Regions from separate parts of the Gossypium hirsutum genome. Here region 2 is linked to region 1. Evidence: chromatin contacts called from public Hi-C data. All regions are on one chromosome and are shown on one strand. Each heading gives the region's core, a stretch centred on a gene start, on an enhancer-like site or on the middle of the called end of the contact. The rest is flanking DNA. Distances are from core to core; before and after follow the strand shown. Region 1 holds the start of LOC107948346 (E3 ubiquitin-protein ligase SGR9, amyloplastic). Region 2 holds the start of LOC107899272 (UDP-glucuronic acid decarboxylase 1).

The links. Hi-C and Micro-C count contacts between places; a contact is called where the count stands out from the background.
Region 2: a Hi-C map of leaf shows a contact between it and region 1, with 2.3 times the contacts expected there. The contact joins the promoter of LOC107899272 here to the promoter of LOC107948346 in region 1. A contact is called at or near these places in 2 of 34 Hi-C or Micro-C datasets (both in leaf).

What each region holds. Positions count from the first base shown.
Region 1 is chrA04:69,731,088-69,735,510 of Gossypium_hirsutum_v2.1, reverse strand. LOC107948346 (E3 ubiquitin-protein ligase SGR9, amyloplastic) reads left to right here and starts at 1,944. Exons shown (of 1, transcript XM_016882855.2): 1 at 1,944-3,412. The coding sequence starts at 2,215. The coding sequence ends at 3,051.
Region 2 is chrA04:69,970,817-69,975,239 of Gossypium_hirsutum_v2.1, reverse strand. It overlaps LOC107899272 (UDP-glucuronic acid decarboxylase 1), which reads right to left and starts at 1,914. Exons shown (of 7, transcript XM_016824942.2): 1 at 1,019-1,914; 2 at 755-902; 3 at 574-653. The coding sequence starts at 1,678.

The DNA of each region.
Region 1 (4,423 bases), core at 695-3,194:
TAATAGTAGTTTTCTAGCCAATTTTTAATTGAGTTAGTGTATAATTAACTTGTGATACTAAAATTAAATATATTATAAATATGAATAAATATACCAAAAAAATGACTGAAAATATATGTAATGACATAAACATATAAAAATGTTAAATAACATAAATTATTGATCTATAAAAATATTATTCCTTCAAAAACTTATATTCCATTATTATGAAAAGAAAAACCTTTGAGTATAAAAAATAAAAAAATTATTTTATAAATCTTTTCCACCACATCATAAATACTTCTCGCCAATTAAAGCCTTCCACTTAAAAATGTTTTCATCCATATCACCTTCTTTATGGGTGAGAAGAGGCCAAGAAATAATTTCTGGAAACGCTCAAGTGTGGACACAGGAGCCTATCGAGTGATGTTACTTTGGGAGTGGAAGGTCATAGTTGAAAGCTGGAGAAAGATGGTACATGGTTTGTAATAAACTAAATGGGATATTGCTGTATGTTGGTTTTGAAACCGTATGGGAAATACAAGTGTGTGGGTTTTAGACCCACCGCTGTAAGACTTTCAAACATGCCTGCTTACGTTAACGCAACTCTAGGTGATTTTTTATGCCATCACTTAACCACTAATAAAGCTTGAATGATCCCTTGATGATGGTTATGTGTGGCAATGAGTAGTATGTTGAGGACATTGGATCCTATTTTATGCTCATTTCTCTTTTAATTCCCAGCAGAATTTTGGTACACTAAATCTCGGCTAAAGTGAAGAGGCACTCCCCAATTAAAATCTTTTAAATTTGCTTTACACTTGCAAATTTTAACTTTTGCTACTTTAAGACAATCACAGTCCTTTAATTATCACAATCTTGCTAGAGGAAAACCCTCAACTTGCAGTTGAAGCATTCTATCATATTATACAAAATTTTGTTGACAATTAGTATTATATTGTATCATCTTTCCTTTGGTCCCTCCAGGGAATCTCAAGACTATTTTAAGAGTTTTTAGTAAGCAAATGGTAACATTGCTCCAATTTTCATCTAAGTGAATTTCTATGACATTTTCCCCCGAGGCATTGAAGAATGAGAAAATGGAGTCATTTCCCACGTAAGAACTGGATTAATTTCTTTGTTTGCAAGCTAAGATCAAGGTCGTAAAATTTAGTCCGATTGAACAGAAAATCAATAGATTTAGCGATTCAATCATATAAGAACCGACTAAAATAAAAACATTTTTTTTTTGCTAATTTTAGATTTTTTTAAAAAAGTATATTTCTTTTTATGAGTTTTTTTTTTGAGATGATTATATTAATTGATTCAATACCAAGAATCAAAGATCCAACCAATTTAACCATTAATTTGAGTTTTTCAATTATAATTGAAAAAAACCAACATTTAATAAAGTTGATTCATATAGTATACAGTTTGTTTCCTCTTATTCCAAAATTATGACCACTTTCATATAAAAAAGACGTTGGCTTGCAATAGACAATAGGATGGAGTTGAATGATATGGGATGGGTCAAGATTTTCTTTTTTTTCTTTTCTCATCAAAGTTGTAAGAGATAATGAAAAGAAATGGGGATGTCGATGATGTTTTAACAAGACATTAACTTTAGGACAAAAAACCCTACATTCTTAGCTATTCAAGCATCCCCTTTGGTACCAAACACACACATGCTTACCCAAACCAATTAATGTTCAATCAAATCTCCATCTATAGATCCCATTTTGTCCAATTTTCTTTGTAATTGGTATATTAATTATTGAGTCTCCTTCATTTTTTTTCTTCTCCTTAACATTCCTATCATTAAATTTCTCATAAATGTAATAAAATGAATTTGAGGATATGAAATCTTAAAATCTAGAAATTAGAGCAAGAATAGAGTTGAAATTGACTCTGATGCCTATATGGACTGACAACACATATTCAATTATTTGTGATAAATTTAGATGAATTAATATCATTATTATAATAATTAAAAAGATGTAACTACGTTTAAGGGTGTATTATTCACTGATTAATTTAGAAGTACAAATTATATAAATAATAATAATTAATAATAAATTATTATAAATTTTTTGGATTTAATAAAACTTCTTTTAATATAAAATTATTTATCCTATAAAAAAGGAAGTAATGGGCCAAAACTTTGACATAAAAGCCGCAGTAATCAAAACTCCCACGCATTTCTAAAGAGAAAGTTTCCAAAACACACGATCCCATATGATGATGGAAGAAGAGACGACAATTATGGCGGCAATCTCCACCCTCCGTCCTTCTCAGCTTTCAGATCTCAGCTACTCCATCTTCTCCCTCTCTTTCCACCACCGCCGCCGTCTTTGCCACCTCCTCTCCTCCCCTTGTCTCTTCTTTCTTACCCTCCACCGCCTCCACACTCTCTCACTCCCCCAAAAGACCCTTCTCATTGCCCGCCACCTCCTCTTTTCCCTCCACCACCTCACGCGTCACTTCCAGCCTCCACCACTGCGGCTGCCAAACCCTTCCACAGCTATAAACCAGCGCGACCTTGACGCCGTGCTCCTCCTACTGTTCCTGTGTGAAGCATACCATGATAACCCCCAAGCGCTCGAGAGACCTCACGATGAATGGCGCCTAGTGTTAACTAGTATATGCTCTAACACCACGTTAAAGATCACCGGCATCACCGGCATCTTCGACGGTGCTGCTTTGATCCCGTACATCGAAATGGTGACGAGGTGCAAAAGGCTTGTGGGGATAATGGGTTGTGATGGGAAGGAAGGGAAGGAGGTGGCGGCGTCACCGGCGGCGGTGGTGGCGTTGCCGGCGGTGGAGGTGAGAGGGGGTGGGATTGAGTGCGTGATATGCAAAGAGGAGATGAGAGAAGGGAGAGACGTGTGTAAGTTCCCCTGCCAGCATTTGTTCCATTGGATGTGCATATTGCCATGGGTGAAGAAGAGGAACACTTGCCCGTGCTGCAGGTTTCAGCTTCCCAGTGATGATATATTCGGAGAGATCCAACGGCTGTGGGGAATCCTGGTCAAGGCGAGTGGCAAAAGTGTTGATGATGAATGGACATGATTGTATATGAGTGGTAACATAGGGGATATTTGGACTTTGGAGTAATGGGGAATGGGGAGGTTTTTCATAGTGAAAGGCTGAGATGAATTGGGTGATGAAGATCACTTGTTTTAATGACAAGGACGCATGTGGTTGGGTTTATACTATCATACCCTCTTACTGATTTAATTCTGTATCTATCAATTAACAACTTTTGTTGTTCATTGATTGTACGGTTAGAAAGCATTCTGAACCTTGCTTTAACCTCCGAATATCAGGTCGCCAACTTAGAATTTTATTTTATTTTTGTCGGAATTAAATTATATATTGTTATCATATAAAAAATATAATTTTATTATTTTAATAGATTTTATTTTTATTATTTTTAAAGATAAAAAAAATATAATTTTATTATTATTAATTTAAAATTTTATAAATTATAAAAAGCTTCAATAAAAAATTTTCTATTTTAACATTGCAAATATACAATGGATTTTATACTCTTTCCAATTATTCTCAACTTATTAATTTACATACTCATTTTAATATTTCATCGTTCTAAAAATATTATAAAGGCCATTGTATTAAAAGTCAGATTATATTTTATTCATTAACTCAAGAAATAGGAAATTAATCATTGTCTGCTAGATAAAAGAGCAAACTTATCATTTTGTTAAAAGTTTCATCATTTTTTACTTTTAAAAATAAGTTATTATACGTCAATATGAGGTACTTGTGACATGCCACGTGTCAGTATCTAATTATTCTCTCAACTACGCTAACTTTTAATGGTACAAATGGATAAATTTTTTAATAAAAAGATCAATTTACTCTTTAATCTAATGTAGAATGAAACGTCAAAATGCAATTTGAATCCTTGTACTTTGACCTTATTTTGAATCTCATCTTGGGCTAAGATAGCTTGAAGATATAAAAAAAAAAAAACTAGTCCACTCAGGCATTAATTGCTGGGCTCATTGGGTAAGAATATGAGGGTTTACTAACCCTGCTTCAGTTGGGCCTCCTTTCCTTCAATGTCCATCACTGATTTCATTTAGCCACATTTTTTAATGATATGCTAACATAAAATAAAAGAAAGAGATGTCCAGGAGATACTTAAAGCTGTAGGATTTGGGTATTTATATCCATCACAGGGAAAAATATGTTGGTACAGATAATATATATATATATATAAAGAAAGAAACAGTGTAAAATAAGTAAAACTGAGTTTGTTTGAGTGAAGTGAAAGCCAATTTCCCATTCTCTGGAATCATGTAATTATAATTATGCCATATGATTATACTCCATTTTCACTTTATTGCCTATAAGAATTGGGATATTAAGAGAGAGAGAGAAAGAGAGAGAGGGGAGGTAAGAAGGAAAGAAAAAGATA
Region 2 (4,423 bases), core at 665-3,164, 240 kb before region 1:
GTTTATGCATTCCATATGTTTCATATATTATAATATTAATTACTTAATGAATTATTTGTTTAATACTTTTATTATAAAGTAAGTTTAGATATTCCATATATAATATTGTCTAAAATGAACATTTTATCTTCTTCAAACTTTTTAAAAGCACATTTACACAGCAGTTCTCAACCTCAGTTTAGTAATAGTTTCTTTTAGCATATTACTAAAATAAAAGTGTAAAATCAGCTCCAACCTTTTCTATTGTTGACTGGTTAAGGAAGCAGAAGCACAAATAAGCCACTACTTGGATCTATAAACCGACTAACCTATCACAATTCTCACCCACATTAAGCATAAAAGGTTATAATACTTACTCCTAAGTAATCTCTACATAATGCTTGAGAATAAATGCATGCTAAACAGTACTTACAAAGATTCCAGGATGTGGGTAAAAGATATTAGAACATGATAGCTATAAATATTAGAAGAAGATCATTTCTAGAGAGGTGCTCGATACCCTGTTATATGTATTGTACATAAATCAAGCATGCCAACAGTATTCAACCTACAAGTAAATCAAGAAAACCATACCTCGACACCGGCACCTCGATGATAATCCATAGCTAAGGTTTCAGCTGTCCTTTTCCCTTCATCATAGCAACTCCTCTCGCCTAACCAGATTAAGCCAAACAATAACATTAGACGACATGAACAGAAAAACAAGCAACCAAAACAAATAATTGTTGTACGCTTGTAGCACTAGCTACTTTACCAATTGGATTGACATTTCCCCAATAGGTCTCTTTCTGTGGATGCTGAAGCGGATCGCCATAAACCTCACTCGTGCTTGTCAGCAAAAACCTAGCCCCAACTCTCTTTGCAAGCCCCAACATATTAAGAGTACCCATCACATTTGTCTTGTAAATTCACTAAGTCAAAGGATCTCAAATTGACATAAACATGACAGAAACAGCATTAAAATCCAGAAAAATAAATATGGTAAACCGAAATTGGCATAAACAATGGCAAAGGATATGATAGTCTTGACAGGATTGTATTTATAATGAACGGGAGACGCAGGGCAAGCTAAATGATAGATCTGATCCACTTCTAAGAGAATTGGCTCAACCACGTCGTGTCGAATGAGTTCGAACATGGGATTCCCGAAAAGATGAACCAAATTGTCTTTCCTCCCAGTGAAGAAATTATCAAGAACAATCACCTCATCGCCTCTAGCAATTAGCTTATCAACAAGATGACTGCCAACGAACCCAGCCCCTCCCGTGACCACGACCCTCATTCTCCGCCGTCCAATCCCAACAGGTACCCGCCCCACCTTTCCATAAACGGCCCTGTTCGTACCGGATGAAAAGGAAGCCGAGGAGTCGTGGTTATCGGAAACAACAGAGACGTCGGAGGAGACGATGTTGTCCTTGGAGAAAGATCTGCGTATAGGGGAACGGGCATCGGTGGGACCCAAACGAGACAAACTGGGTTGTAGGATGAAAAAGGTGGAACCAATCAAAATGCCGATGAGGATAAAAAGAAGGCGTTGTTCTTTGAAGAGATAGTTAATGGATCTAGGGATAGATTTGGGGTGTTTTAAGGATTTGGGTGAATAAGGAGGCGTTTGTGTTGATGGGGTCTCCTCATCCCGCCTATGGTTCATGCTAGATTGCTTGTGCAACTGTTTCATGGCTTTTTTATTTCTTGGTTTTCTTGTTCTTTCTAGAAGGGGAGAAATGAAGGAGCCTTTAGAATAATTTGTTTGTCCTTTTGGATTTTTTCATTTAATGGAGAGGTTGAAAACGAATGTAGAAGGTGGAAGGCTGGAAGACGTTTCAATGATTCACTGGTTTTTAGCACCAAACGTAAATGGAGAGGGACGAGAGAGCTTGAGAAGGAATGAAGATAGAGTGAGAGAGAGGGGGTGGGGGGGGGGGGGGGGAGGGATGGGTCGTTTTGCTTAAAAGGGAACGTAATCATATGATCCAAATTTTACTCATTTTATTTGTGGACGTACGCAGACTCACCGAATCCATCAGCCATCACCCAGGCCTACCCCAAATGCGTATTGCACCATTGGGCTGCAAACCCGATGCCTAAGTGAAGTAATCCCCGCCCCATTTCATGGCTCCAATTAAATGTTATTTTCTTGGTGTAAGTGGAAAACTATTGATTAAAATTTTGAAAAAAATTATATTAACATGTTTAATTTAAGGGTAAATTCTTTAATTGATCACCTAATTTTTAAGATGTTTTTAATTTGGTCACACACAAAAATTCTTACAATTTGGTCATTGTTATTAGAGAAAATTTTTATTTTACACATAATCATGCACACCACATCATCACTTTTTACTTTTGTTTTTTTTAACCTCCATTACTCATCATCTTCTTCCCCTTCATGCCATCCCCTACGTCCATCATTCCTCCTTTTTTTTTTCTTCCTTATGTTAGCATAACTAATAAAAGTTAGTTAGTCTGTTAGTAGTTCCACTGTTAATAACGAGTTAACTGTTAGTTTGTTAGTAGTTAACTTGCATGGTTAGCATGCTTATTCTAGTATATAATAGCATGTATCTACTCTGTTCATGAATCCAGTAATAAGATGATATTCTCTTGATTGTATTCTTTACTTAGCTTAACATGGTATCAAGAGCCAGTTGATCTCAAGAATTTTTTTTTCTCTTTTCTCCTTCGTTTATCCATGTCGCAGTCCGTCAGCTGCTCATTCTGCTACACCGGCCATGACATCTAGTCTTACAGATGGTGTTGTCGATAGCCGATTTTTTGCTACCAAGAAAATAAGCGTACTTCTTGATGATACTAACTACTTACTATGGCGCCAACAGGTTCTTTTGGCCGTCAAGACATACAAGCTTCAACGGTTCTTGGACACTGGTACGGTTCCTCCTTCTTCGCTAATTCCTTATGCTGATGGTGTGTTTCATGAGAACTTAGAGTTTGCTCGATTTGAGCAGCAGGACAGTACTCTTGCTTCTTGGCTTCTGTCCTTTGTAAGTCCAACTGTTCTTCCTCATCTTATTGGTATGGACACTAGTGCCCAAATCTGGAATGCCATTGTTGCTCTATATGGCAGTAAAACTACGTCTAGGTTAATGTTTTATAGGCGTGCCTTGCACTCTCAACGCAAGGGTAATCTGTCTATGAGAGAGTTCTTGGTCAAGATTAAGGGGTTTTGTGCTAATCTTGCAAGTTGCGGAGAAGTCATCAGTGACCATGAGCATGTCACAGCTATACTCGATGGTCTGCCACCTGAATATGAGTCTGTTGTTACGATCATCACAGCCAGCCCAGTTCCTTACAACGCTCAGGGGGTGACTACAATGCTTCTTGATGCTGAAGCCCAATTGCAAGATCTTGTGTCTGAGATTCCTAGTTCGGCTAATGTGGTGACGCATCAACCTTCAAGTGTTCCTGAACCTACACCGACTTATCGCCCCTCCTCCAATACTCGGGGTCGTGGACGTGCACGTTCTTCAAACTCTCAGTTTCAATGTCAGTTGTGTGGCAAGCAAGGGCATCTTGTGGACCGATGCTACTATAGGCTTGATGTGTCCTATAAGAGTACAGGTTACAAACTTCCACTTTTTCACAAGCAAATATATGTATGTATGGCACTGGCTCATCTATGGTCCCTTAGGCATCGTCCCCTGTGCCATCCACCAATGTTGCCTCTTCAACTCCATCAGGTTGGTATTTCCACCTGTTCCTAACTGGCCTCATCCGTTTCTTGCAAACTCTTCACCACCTGTTAGTACAACTCCTCTTGCAACTATGCCCCCTTAGGCCCTCATTGCAACTCTTGAGACAGTCGATGATACGTGGTATCCAGATTCTGGGGCAACCCATCATCTCACTCACTCAACTTCCTCAATAGGTGAAAACACTACTTACAATGGCCTAGGTAAAGTGTATGTCGGTAATGGCAATGCACTCCCTGTTTTATCTACTGATCAGTCTTCTTTACTCACTCGTACACGGCTGTTATACATGAGATCTTTGCTATTTGTTCCTGGTATAACAAAGAATCTTTTGTCTGTATCCAAATTCACCAAAGACAATCAAGTGATCTTTGAGTTTCTTCCTCAACAGTGTCAAGTGCGTGATCTCAAGACTAGGGAGGTGCTTCTTTGAGGGTCTGTTCAGAATGGTCTCTACAAGCTACACTTACATGGCACCTACCCTAATGTATTGTCGTTTGGATCAACTCAATGTTTTACAGCAAGCTCGAATGTTTCATTAAATGTGTGGTATGCTAGACTTGGTCACCCTTGTAAATCAATTCTTACAAAGGCTTTAGCCAACTGTAATACTTCTGTTGATTCGAATAAAGAGTTGTCTCCTTGTGTTGCTTGTCATCTTGGCAAAGAACATAAACTCCCATTTCAGAAATCCTTCACTGAGTATACTGCAC